Regions from separate parts of the Sus scrofa genome. Here regions 2 and 3 are each linked to region 1. The links are chromatin contacts, called in public HiChIP or PLAC-seq maps. All regions are on one chromosome and are shown on one strand. Each heading gives the region's core, a stretch centred on a gene start, on an enhancer-like site or on the middle of the called end of the contact. The rest is flanking DNA. Distances are from core to core; before and after follow the strand shown.

The links. HiChIP or PLAC-seq counts read pairs in DNA pulled down with a chosen protein or histone mark.
Region 2: a contact with region 1 is called in an H3K27ac HiChIP or PLAC-seq map of alveolar macrophages. The contact joins the promoter of MRPL17 here to the promoter of LOC110255360 in region 1. A contact is called at or near these places in 1 of 47 Hi-C or Micro-C datasets (heart right ventricle) and 2 of 2 datasets of contacts at active chromatin or transcription factors (alveolar macrophages and skeletal muscle).
Region 3: an H3K27ac HiChIP or PLAC-seq map of alveolar macrophages shows a contact between it and region 1. The contact joins the promoter of TAF10 here to the promoter of LOC110255360 in region 1. A contact is called at or near these places in 2 of 2 datasets of contacts at active chromatin or transcription factors (alveolar macrophages and skeletal muscle).

What each region holds. Positions count from the first base shown.
Region 1 is chr9:2,929,134-2,932,994 of Sscrofa11.1, forward strand. It overlaps LOC110255360 (interferon-induced very large GTPase 1-like), which reads left to right and starts at 2,315. Exons shown (of 3, transcript XM_021062326.1): 1 at 2,315-2,503.
Region 2 is chr9:3,074,546-3,078,441 of Sscrofa11.1, forward strand. MRPL17 (mitochondrial ribosomal protein L17) reads left to right here and starts at 1,441. Exons shown (of 3, transcript NM_001244380.1): 1 at 1,441-1,644; 2 at 1,926-1,994; 3 at 2,773-3,314. The coding sequence starts at 1,471. The coding sequence ends at 3,039. LOC106507820 (a long non-coding RNA gene) reads right to left here. Exons shown (of 4, transcript XR_002335515.1): 4 at 1,617-1,706.
Region 3 is chr9:3,142,243-3,145,783 of Sscrofa11.1, forward strand. It overlaps TAF10 (transcription initiation factor TFIID subunit 10), which reads left to right and starts at 2,020. Exons shown (of 6, transcript XM_021062337.1): 1 at 2,020-2,179; 2 at 2,182-2,265; 3 at 2,407-2,561; 4 at 2,804-2,868; 5 at 2,965-3,079; 6 at 3,266-3,460. The coding sequence starts at 2,035. The coding sequence ends at 3,355. It overlaps TPP1 (tripeptidyl-peptidase 1), which reads left to right. Exons shown (of 12, transcript XM_013989454.2): 12 at 1-1,166. It overlaps ILK (integrin-linked protein kinase), which reads right to left. Exons shown (of 13, transcript XM_005656596.3): 13 at 3,405-3,541.

The DNA of each region.
Region 1 (3,861 bases), core at 1,065-3,564:
GGAATCAATGGATTACAAATGGCTTGGCCAACTCCTTGGGATTTCCAGTCAAAGCTGAAAGGAGGGCTGCAGTTAGGGTGAGGAAGCACCTAGACTGCAAAATTGAAACACTCTCATTGTAAAGTTCCCTGGGACCCTAGGCTCCCCTCTGGCCTGACCCAGTTAGGACCCCTGGATGGGTCACTGTCTCTCTCTAGTCTCACTGGGGAGGGCTGGGTCAATTGTTTTCCCTCAGAGTTTTCAGAAAAGGGTTAGAACTTTTCAAAGAGAACTCAAGTTAAAAACTGGCAGTAAGAAAAGAAACCAAAGCTCAGAAAAAAAATCTCACAAAGAACATTCACTAACCAATGTTTCACCAATGTTCATTTAAAAAAAAAAAAAAAAGAAAAAAAAAAAGCATTTCTTAGAAGTGAAAGAAAACCAAGAAATGAAACTGAGCATTGAGGGTGGAGCTGCGTGGTGAAAGGAACTTGTGGGTGAAGCTGATTCTGAGCCCATAGGATTGCTTTACCGCCTTCCTTAATTTATACAGTTACTGAATCTTACCATTTACGGAAAACTGCTGACACTGGGAGAACCAGAGGTGGCTCAGACACAGACTGTCATCTCTAGACCCAGAGCACAGCAACAGAGAAGACAGGGGTGCTGATACAAGGCCCAGCATACGAATGCAGAAGAAACTATACTCAGGTCCCAGGGAAACACTGGGGGGAACACGGCAGCTGCAGATGCTCCACTTGGCGTCCCGGGTTCTGATAGATTTGACCTTCAGACCAATTATGCACCCAGGAAAAAAGAATTCATATCTGACTATCTGCTTTCGGCTACGTAAGCACTGAGCGAGATGAACTGGTTTTATCCGCATTAACATCAGGGGTGGTAGCCAGTGCCCCTGGTACACACTCATGCCATCACTTGGCCGCTTCTCCCTTATTTAGCTCACCCTCCCACCCAAGACTCAAGCAAATGTACCAGTAACTGTCGGATCCTGAACTCAAACTAATGACAGACATTAAAACTCTTGCTTATTAGAAAACAGCTATGCTCTTAATCTAAAAGTGGGAAAAAATAAGTCTTATTGGAAGGACACCATGCCAGCCCCCCTATACCTTCTTTGTGCCTCATGTCAACTCACTAAAATACCTATTAATATCCGCACATATAACTGAGGAAACAAGCTCAGCAAGATAAGCTAATTTCCTTACTTAATCACCATACATTTTGTTCATCTATATATTTCATGTCTGGGGTATAAAGATGAATAAGACTGACCCCGCCCCCCCCCCAACTGGTTGGAGCACAGGGAGGTAGGATGTTTGAGGTTTGGGGGATGGGAGGATGTAAGAGACCATCGAGGGCTACCACGCAGCACCTGTGGTGGGAGCACTGTGCGAGTGTGATAAATGCTCTGAGAGGACAGCCGTGAAGCGATCGGGAGCGGTCCACGCAGTTGGAGTTTTGCAGGTGTACTGGGAGCAGGAGGGGGAATTATGGGGTGATATGGGTAGGACTTCCCGGAGAACTGGAGAAGATGAATGTGGGTTTACCCGGAAGACTACATGTGTCAGACCTGGAAAGCTTAAAATAGAAGAACAAGGAAGCAGGAGGTACTGATCTATAAGCAACATTATAATGAATTAGATCATGGAGAAATTTAATAGTCAATGAAACATAATGCTTTACATAGGATTTAGGTGTGAGAGAAAACAGTCAGATTTTTAACATTACTAAAAACTCTAATAGGAAACGGAAGAGTGAAATTCTCTTTCCCACCATAAACACACAAACTGCTTTCAAGAGTTAGCTCCCTTTAATGCTGAATCGTCCAAATCTAAACACTGTTGGAAATTTGTTAATTTTCAGATCAACCACAAGGAAAACAGCTAAGTCTAGCAAGAAGGTCTTTTATGGGAAATAGAGAGGAACAAGTTTCACGAGCCCTGGGCACATGCTTCCCTGTTTGTCCTCCGGTGACTGGCTTGAGAACTAAAAAGAGTTACAGCAGGTTCCCTGAGGAAGACAGCCTAATGTGCCCGCATCTCTTCTCCCAAATTCTTTCCCAATCTTGTTTCTGCCATGCTCTTCATGCAGAATTCACCCCACCCCACCATTCCCTCTCTCTTCTCTCTCTCTCTCTCTCTCTCTCTCTCTCTCTCTCACACACACACACACACACACACACACACACACACACACCATTACTCTTCCATTTGCAGTAATTTCAACACCTAGGAATCATAACATAAATAAATAAATAAATAAACAGCAACCGATTCCTTTAAATCAGCTGATTTTTTTTTAGGACAAAAAAAGCAAAAGTGAAACCAGTTTTTCACTTCTGGCTTGGAGGATAAATAAGGCTCTGTCAGCACAGAGGGCGCTGAAAGTCTAGGCTGGAGATTTCAGCCTGCAAACTCCCAGACTCCAGGAAGGAACCTTCTCTGCTTTCTCTCTAGTCTCTTTGGAGCACCTTGAGGACAGGAGCTTGGCTTCAAGAAGACAGGTAGGTGACGGCGAAGGAGGGAAATGAGGTAGACAGAGAGAGAAAACAACATACTCAGAGACCAAACCAGAAACAGAGCTCGATGGAAACAGGCATAGAGACCGTCAGAAACCCAGGAAACACAGGCAGATTAAGGCATGATCAGAAATAGAATCTGGCATTCTCAGGACTCCAATAAGCAGCTCCGAATCTGGTGGAAAGGGAGTGCGCTATTGAAAGACAGCTTGGTAAATTAAACAATTTGGTAATTCATACTAAAAATAAAAATAAATCTAGACAGGGAAAAAGGGACTTTCAGAGAATTATTGCAATACGGGGAAGGAGACCAGTGCAATAAATAAAACAAACATAGAGCTGCAAGCATCTCAAAGGCCAGGCAGAAGGAATTTTCTCCCACTATGGGAAAGGGGCATCAAAGAACATACCTCTAGGTAGTGAGATGATCAGGGGCTGTTGTACTCTTAGGAAGAATCACGAAGGGGAGGTTGCATGCTGGGTCAGGAGATGGGGGTCAAATTAAGGGGACTAGAGAAAGGAGAGAAGCTTTACTTATGTTTAGTTTCAAGCACCTTTTAATTGATCGGGGGGCAAACAGCTCAGCTAATCCTTTCTGAGTCCAAGAATGGGACTTCAAAGGTCTGCGTCTGGCCTCAAGATAAGAAATAAAGGGACACGTGCGTGAGTCTCATCTAAGTCTTACGGGGAGCAGCAGCGGGTCTTTGCGATAAGCTAATTCTTAGAACACAAAGGGTGGATGGACTTCCTTAACCATCACTGCTTTCCAGGAGTAAAGGATTCAGGAAAAGTTTCACACTGTCCTATGATTCATGTAAGGAACAGGTGCTATGGTAAGCACAGAGAAGAGGGCTATTAACGCCATCTGGAAGATGAATGGAAGGCTTCACAAATAAGAAACTTGAATTGTTTAGGGGTATAGGGTCCTGGGAAGCACTCCTGTAATATGTTATAGCGGAGGGAAAGAAATTCCCTTCTAGATTTCTTTTGGCTAGTCTAACAACTGAACTGATATAAGACATTAACAGGAAGGCGTTCCCGTCGTGGCTCAGTGGTTAACGAATCCAACTAGGAACCATGAGGTTGCAGATTCGATCCCTGGCCTCCTCAGTGGGTTAAGGATCAGGCGTTCCCGTGAGCTGTGGTGTGGGTTGCAGACGCGGCTCGGATCCCGCGTTGCTGTGGCTCTGGTGTAGGCCAGTGGCTACAGCTCCGATTGGACCCCTAGCCTGGGAACCTCCTTGTGCCGCGGGAGCGGCCCAAGAAAATGGCAAAAAGACAAAAAAAAAAAGACATTAACAGGAAAAAGCCAAATTTAATTACATGCTCACAGGAACCCCGCC
Region 2 (3,896 bases), core at 191-2,690, 140 kb after region 1:
ATTGTGAAGTGCAGTGTGTATAAATCTCTACCAACATATCCATATGTTTAAGACTTTTTGTATTTGTATGTGTGTTACTTCCAACAAAAGAAACTTCAAAATTAAAATTAACAAGCCTTCTCTGCTAACCTAAGAGAAAGACAGAACAACAAATCTAAATATGCGTTATCAAAAAAATATGTAAATGAACCTGTCCACTGGCTGCATTCTCTGAAGGATCCAGGGAACAATCTGTTCCAAACCATGCTCTTAGTTTCTGAGGTTTGCCAGAAAACCCTCGACTTACAACTGGACAGCTCTGCTCTCTGCCTTCTCCGCCACATGGTATCCCCCCTGTGGGTCACTGTCTCTCCTTATAGATTCTTTTTCTGAGACATCAGGCATTTGGGATTAGGCCCCCACCCCAGCCCAGTAAGACTTGATCTTAACTAATGACATCTGATCTGCAGGGCTCTATTATTTTTCGTGTTTTTTTGTTTTGTTTTGTTTTTTGGGTTTTTGTTTTGTTTGTTTTGTTTGTCTTTGGTCTTTTTAGGGCCACCCCTGCAGCACATGGAGGTTCCCAGGCTAGGGGTCGAATCAGAGATGTTGCCACCGGCCCACACCACAGCCACAGCAACAGGGGATCCAAGCCACATCTGCGACCTACGCCACAGCTCACGGCAACGCCGGATCCTTAACCCACTGAGCGAGGCCGGGGATGGAACCCGCAACCTCACGGTTCCTCGTCAGATTCGTTGACCATCGAGGCCACGAAGGGAACGCCAGGGCTCTATTTCACTTTTAAAAGGGCACCTCCTGAGGCCCAGAGGGCGGGGCAGGAGGTGTGGGACGGGGTAGGACCCGGCTCCCCCTTTGCGGAGGGGACGAGGGAATCCACAAGCAGCTGTGACGAAGGCACCGCCAATCGGCAGAGCCGCAGCGGTGCTGAAATTCTTCTGGAACTGGGATGACGGCACGCCTTCAAAGAAAAGTTTCGCCGTCTGGGTCTCTTTCCTCTCAGTGTTATTCCACTCACGGCACCACGACCACGGAAAACAAGTTTCTTTAACAAGGGACCGCTCAGGGGGTCAGACCTCGCCGCGGCCGGGGGCGGGCAGGGCGCCAGCGCGAGAGACCGCGACCCGCCCGGCGCCTTCCCCTCAGGTACTCACTTTCCGAGCCGGCTGCAGGCGGAGCTTCCAGCGCCCTGCAGGACGACGGGCGCAGCACGCGAGAAACCCGAGGCCGGCTCCCTCACACCAGGCGGCGCTCCCGGGCCGGAGCCGCGCCGCCCGCCTCCTCAGGGAGAGGTCGACGCCCCTTCCCCGCCCTCCCCCAGGCTGCCAACGAGGCAGGCTCCGCTACACATGCGCAAACACGTCCGCCACGCACCTGCCTACGGCGCATGCGTCCTCCCGGCTCCGCCTCTCCGCGCACCTCGCGGAGCTTCCGGTTCCGGCCTCCCGGGGGCGGGGAGAAGTCGGGACGATGCGGCTGTCGGTGGCCGCCGCCATCTCCCACGGCCGCGTCTTCCGCCGCCTGGGCCTTGGTCCCGAGTCCCGCATCCACCTGTTGCAGAACTTGCTTACGGGACTGGTGCGACACGAACGCATCGAGGCGTCATGGGCACGCGTGGACGAGCTGAGGGGCTACGCGGAGAAGGTGAGCGGAGGGACCCTCTTGCTCCGGTCAGGTCGGGCCTCCGGGGGCGGGTCCGGCGGGAGCTGGGGAAGAATTGAGACGCCTCGTAAGCCCTGCGCGAGGTCTCAGTCCGCGAGTACCGCGAGCCGAGTCCACCCCTCTGACCCGCACGTGGAAGGCCGGTGAGGCCCGCCTTATCCAGACGCTTTGCTCGTAGCATGATGCGTTGCAGTCTGGCATTCGGGAGGTAAGATGGGCCCCCTTTTCTTGCTCGGGTTGAGTAAGTTCTTGTGTCCTCGCAGCTCATCGACTATGGGAAGCTGGGAGACACCAACGAACGAGCCATGCGCATGGCTGACTTCTGGCTCACGGTGAGCGCATCCTGTCTCCCACATGTCTTCCTTGGCTCCTTACGTCGGAGGGGTTGTTAGAGGAGAGGGAACCGGGCAGAAATAAGCTTAGTCATGCCATGCCCTTAAGGACAGATGTAAACTAGAGATGTGTGTCCTGAGATCATTGAATTCAACGGGAATCTGAATCTACACAACTGCCTGTAACTAATCCCCTCTGTGTTTTTCTTGCCTCTTTTAAAAAAAAATTTTACTAGAGTTGATTTACAGTGTTGTGCCAATTTCCGCTGTTTAGCAAAGTGACCCAGTCTCATGTATATGTGGGAATCTATATATATATATATCCTCCTTCTTATATTTTCTTTTTTTTTTTTGTCTTTTTGCCTTTTCTAGGGCCGCTCCCGCGGCATATGGAGGTTCCCAAGCTAGGGGTCCATTCGGAGCTGTAGCCGCCGGCCTACACCACAGTCACAGCAACGCCAGATCCTTAACCCACTGAGCAAGGCCAGGGACCGAACCCGCAACCTCATGGTTCCTAGTCGGATTCGTTAACCACTGCGCCACGACGGGAACTCCTCTCCTATATTTTCTTCCATCGTGGTCTACCCAAGAGACTGGGTATAGTTCACTGCGCTATACAGTACCCTCTGTCGTTTTTGACAACACACAGAAGTTCTCCGTGAGGAAGTTTCGGGCAGGGTGTTGGTGTTTGGACCCTACCTTTGAGAATGCTGAAAGTGAAATTTCTCTACAGTGTGTGCCTGACTCTCTGCTCTCTCCTGGATAACTCCCCCTCTAGGAGAAAGACTTGATCCCAAAGCTGTTTCAAGTACTGGCCCCTCGGTTCCAAGGTCAGAATGGGGGCTACACGAGAATGCTGCAGATCCCAAATCGGAATGAGCAGGATCGGGCCAAGATGGCAGTGATCGAGTATAAAGGGAACTGTCTGCCACCTTTGCCCCTGCCTCGCAGGGACAGCAACCTTACACTCCTAAACCAACTACTCCAGGGACTGCGGCAGGACCAGGAAGCAAGCAGCCACACAGCTCAAACACCAGCAGTTTAACTGGAGCCAAGAGTGTGCAGCCCTCATCAGTGCCCAGGATCCCAGGGCTTGGGAGCCTTTTAATCGCTAAGAACTGGAGCTAGCCTTGTAAAACAGACCATCTTATTGGAGCCCAGAACCTTCTGGGAGCCAGATAATCTTTGCAAAATAGATCAAGTTCCTTGTATGAGTATATGTAAACTGATTTTTTTCTCCCCTCGGGATTTCTGGAGAACCAGAACACGCTCGGTCTCTGTGAGACAGTAAATTCATGGTGCTTGTTTCTGGCTCTTAAATCTGGGTTGAGTTGGCACCGTTTTCTTTTTCTTAATGCCAGATTATGTGGGATGTGTATCCTGTAACTCCAGCCTGGCCCCCAAAGGTGATTTGAGTTTTAATATCTAACACATAGACACTGAGCCCCTGCGAATTCTTAGAGAAAGATGACTTCCTCACGGGTGGGAGAGTGAACACCTAGAAGCAAACTTTCCAAAATAATCTGGTACCCTAGGAACCTTCAGGGAACACTCTAGCCATTCCTCGGTTTCTAGGCAGGAGCACGTACGCTTATGTCTCCCTTCAGTCTCTGAACGGGCCTCAGGAGACGACTCAAGAACCCAGATGTGCCACCACCCTGGCCAAGTAAGTGGAAGCATTCAATAGAGGGTGCTGATCCAGGATAAGCTCCTTCCTCTTGGGGTGGGAGTGGAGGGGTGAAGGAGAGGGGTGAAGCGGGAGGAAGATTAGCAAGTTAAACCTGTGGGAATTTCCTGGACGTTTTCATTGTTGTCAAATCCGAGCCTCTCTGGGAATTCAGAAAAGGGAAATCCGGCTTCAGGATGGTCAGGTCATGAGAAGTAGGAAGCCCCTTTTTGTGC
Region 3 (3,541 bases), core at 770-3,269, 210 kb after region 1:
GGTTGCAGATGTGGCTCAGATCCCACATTGCTGTGGCTGTGGTGTAGGCTGGTGGCTACAGCTCCGATTCAACCCCTAGCCTGGGAACCTCCATATGCCACTGATGCAGCCCTAGAAAAAGGCAAAAAGACAAAAAAAAAAAAAAAAAAAAAAGAATATCTAGAACTCATCTATCTATCTCTGCTGCTACTACATTAGCTTTGAGCCATACTCTCTTCTCTGAATTGCAGAGGCCCTTTTGTAAGAAGTGTCCTTACTTCCCGTCCTTCCTTAAAGCCATCCAGCAGGGCATTCTCTGGTGGCCTAATGGTTAAGGATCTGATGTGGTCACTCCTGCGGCTGTGCTCCCGGTTGTGGCTCGGGTGTGATCCCTGGTGCAGGAGCTACTGCATGCTATGGTCATGACCCCCCAAAATCCATCTACCAGACTAAGATCCAATTCCCATGAGGTCATTTAATTAATTAAGACCTTTTGAAGACGATTGGATAGAGTTCAGGCTTTTTATCACGACTCACAAACCTAATCCTTTCCTTGCTGTTTGTTCCTGGGTAACAAATTTATTCTTCCCCGCTCTCCCCATACACACATTCACTTTTGCTCAAGGTCGTCCGTACCATTTTAACACTGCCCTGGTCCCCTCTGCCTGCTTGATTCCACACTTCTTTCAAGACTCAGCTCGGAAGTCCCCTTCTCTTATGAAACTGTTGGCTCCCTGAAGCTAGTTGATTTTGGTATGGCAAAAAAATCCCAGATTTTTAACACCAAACCTGTTTGATTCTTGGTTCTGCTACAGACTAGGAAAGAGCCTTGGGCAAGTAAATTCATCTCTTTGAGCCTTTTCCCTCATCTGTTAAGTGAGGATATTGATACCTACCTTTCATAGTATTCAGGGAATCAGAAAATAGAATAAAGTTGATAGAAGGCCCTGGACACAAAGAAGTAGGCCGCAGCTGGTAGTTGCCATCCCTGCCCGCGTGCCGTGTCTGCCTCCAGTATTGGAAACACCCCATCGTGCCGAAATTGCCAGTTTACCTGTTTGCCTCCCTTTCCAAGACCACTGGTGCCTAGAAGACTAGAATCTTGTCTTACTTAACTCTGTATAAGCAGGCCCTAGCTCAGGACTGGCAAATAGGAATTAAATAAATTTGCTGCCTTGGAAACACTACTTTTTCACTGGCTGTGATTTTGCACATGTTGTTTATTCAGGCTGAAAGACAGTCAGCCCTCTGTACCCTCCGGTTCTGCATCCATGAATTCAACCACGAATTGAAGATATTCCGGGGAGGGGGGGAAATTCCAGAAAGTTATAAAAAACAAAAGTGGGACTGACCATGCAACTACTTACAGAGCATTTACATTGTATTAGGTGCTCTTAAGTAATCCAGAGATAACTTAAAAGTGAACAAATACTCTGCCATTTTATATAAGGGACTTGAGCATCCACGGATCTCGGCATCCATGGTGATGGCGGGGCGGGGGGGGGGGGGGGAATCCAGGAACCCATCCTGTCCAGCCCTCCCCACCTATACGGAGGGCGGACAGTACCTCCCTCCCCATCTGCAGCAGCACTATGAGCTATACTGCTGCCCTCACTTCTGGGCGGCTGGCTTTCAACTCCACAGCAAACCCTTAAATGGTTGAATAAGGAGATCAGAAAGGATGTCAACTGGCAGGCGACCGGTGGTCCAGAGCTGTTGGGACGATGAGCCCCAAAGCAAGGCGCAGGGCTGGGTGAGGAGGCCTGAGACCCGCAGAAGCGAGTTCGCGACATTCGAGGACTCCCATTCCAGCGGAACAGGCTAGAAGGACGGGGGACGGGAGCCGAAATGTCCGCGCCCGGTCTCCGCCCTCCGGCCTTTGTCCAGCAGCAGCGAGCGGAGAGGCAGCGAGAAGAGGCGGGAGGCCAAAGGGAGGAGCGAGCGCGGCAGGGGCGGGGGCGGGGCGGGGCTCGAGGCGCGTGACGTCACCCCTGCTGGTGCGTAACGTGAGCGGAAGCGGAAGCGGCTCTGTTCGCCGCCTCTCCCACCGGCCCGATGAGCTGCAGCGGCTCCGGCGCGGACCCCGAGGCGGCGCCGGCCTCCGCCGCCTCGGCCCCGGGCCCGGCGCCCGCGGTCTCGGCCCCCGCCGCGCTGCCCGCCGGCACCGCTGCGGAGAATAAGGCCAGCCCCGCGGGGACAGCTGGGGGCCTGGGGCCGGAGCTGCGGCCGGGGGCACGGGGCCCGTGGCGGCGCGGGCCGGGGAGCCGGCCGAGCGGCGCGGGGCGGGTGAGGGCCGGGCCGGGTGAGGGCGAGGGCAGCGCCTCGGGCTGGGCCCAGCGGCGGGTGCGGGCGGAGGGTGCAAGGCAGAGACCCCGCTGGGCCCCCGCGCTCCCACCTCCGTGTCTCACTTGGCTGGTTCTCCTCCAGCTCCGGTGTCGGCGGGCGGCGCGGCGCCCCCGGAGGGGGCCATGTCTAACGGGGTGTACGTGCTGCCAAGCGCGGCCAACGGAGACGTGAAGCCGGTGGTGTCCAGCACGCCTTTGGTGGACTTCCTGATGCAGCTGGAGGATTACACGCCTACGGTGGGCTTCCCGCCCGAGCCAGGCTGTTTGCCCGCTGTCACGCCAACTTGGGCCACACCACCTGCATCGGCAGCGTCCTCCTCCTCCTGTATTTACTGCCCCGCTAGCTCTCGTGATTGATCCCTTCTGTCCACACAAACTGGCAGCTTCCTGATAACCGGGGCTGGCTTCCACTCCCTCACCCGCCCGCCCAGCCCAGGAATGCACAGGATTAACTGACGGTCGTCTAATTGGTTTCTCAGATCCCTGATGCAGTGACTGGTTACTACCTGAACCGCGCTGGTTTTGAGGCCTCGGACCCACGCATGTGAGTAACCAGCCTCTGGGCAGGCTAGAGCCTTGGCTGCTTGTGTGTGGCGTTTGTTTTCCTTCGCCTTCTCACACCATTTTTTTCTCTCTCTAGAATTCGGCTCATCTCCCTAGCTGCCCAGAAATTCATCTCAGATATTGCCAATGATGCCCTACAGCACTGCAAAATGAAGGGCACGGCCTCTGGCAGCTCCCGAAGCAAGAGCAAGGTGTGAGGGGAGGCTCCCTGAGTCAGTAGTTCCTCCTGCGGCAGCAGAGGCTTAAGCTATCCTGAGACCCCTTTGAGGGAAGGAAACTGAGCCCTAGGGGAGGTGGAAGCCCTGCTCAGGGCCACCCACCCGGGACTGAAACCTGGAATGGCCGTGTTCAGCTGGTGCCCTTCCCTCTTCCCTCAGGACCGCAAGTACACTCTGACCATGGAGGACTTGACCCCTGCCCTCAGCGAGTATGGCATCAATGTGAAGAAGCCGCACTACTTCACCTGAGCCACCCGGTCTAAATGTCCTTGTCTGTCCCCTTGTCCCCACACCAGCCTGTTTTCATAATAAACTTTATTGTGACAGGCAGGGCTGATCCCTCCCGTGCTGGGAGACACCGTGTGGCAAGTGACAAAGCTTTGAGCCCATTCCCTTGCGGGGCCACAGTGGCAGGGCTGGGGGCAGGGGAGGGCC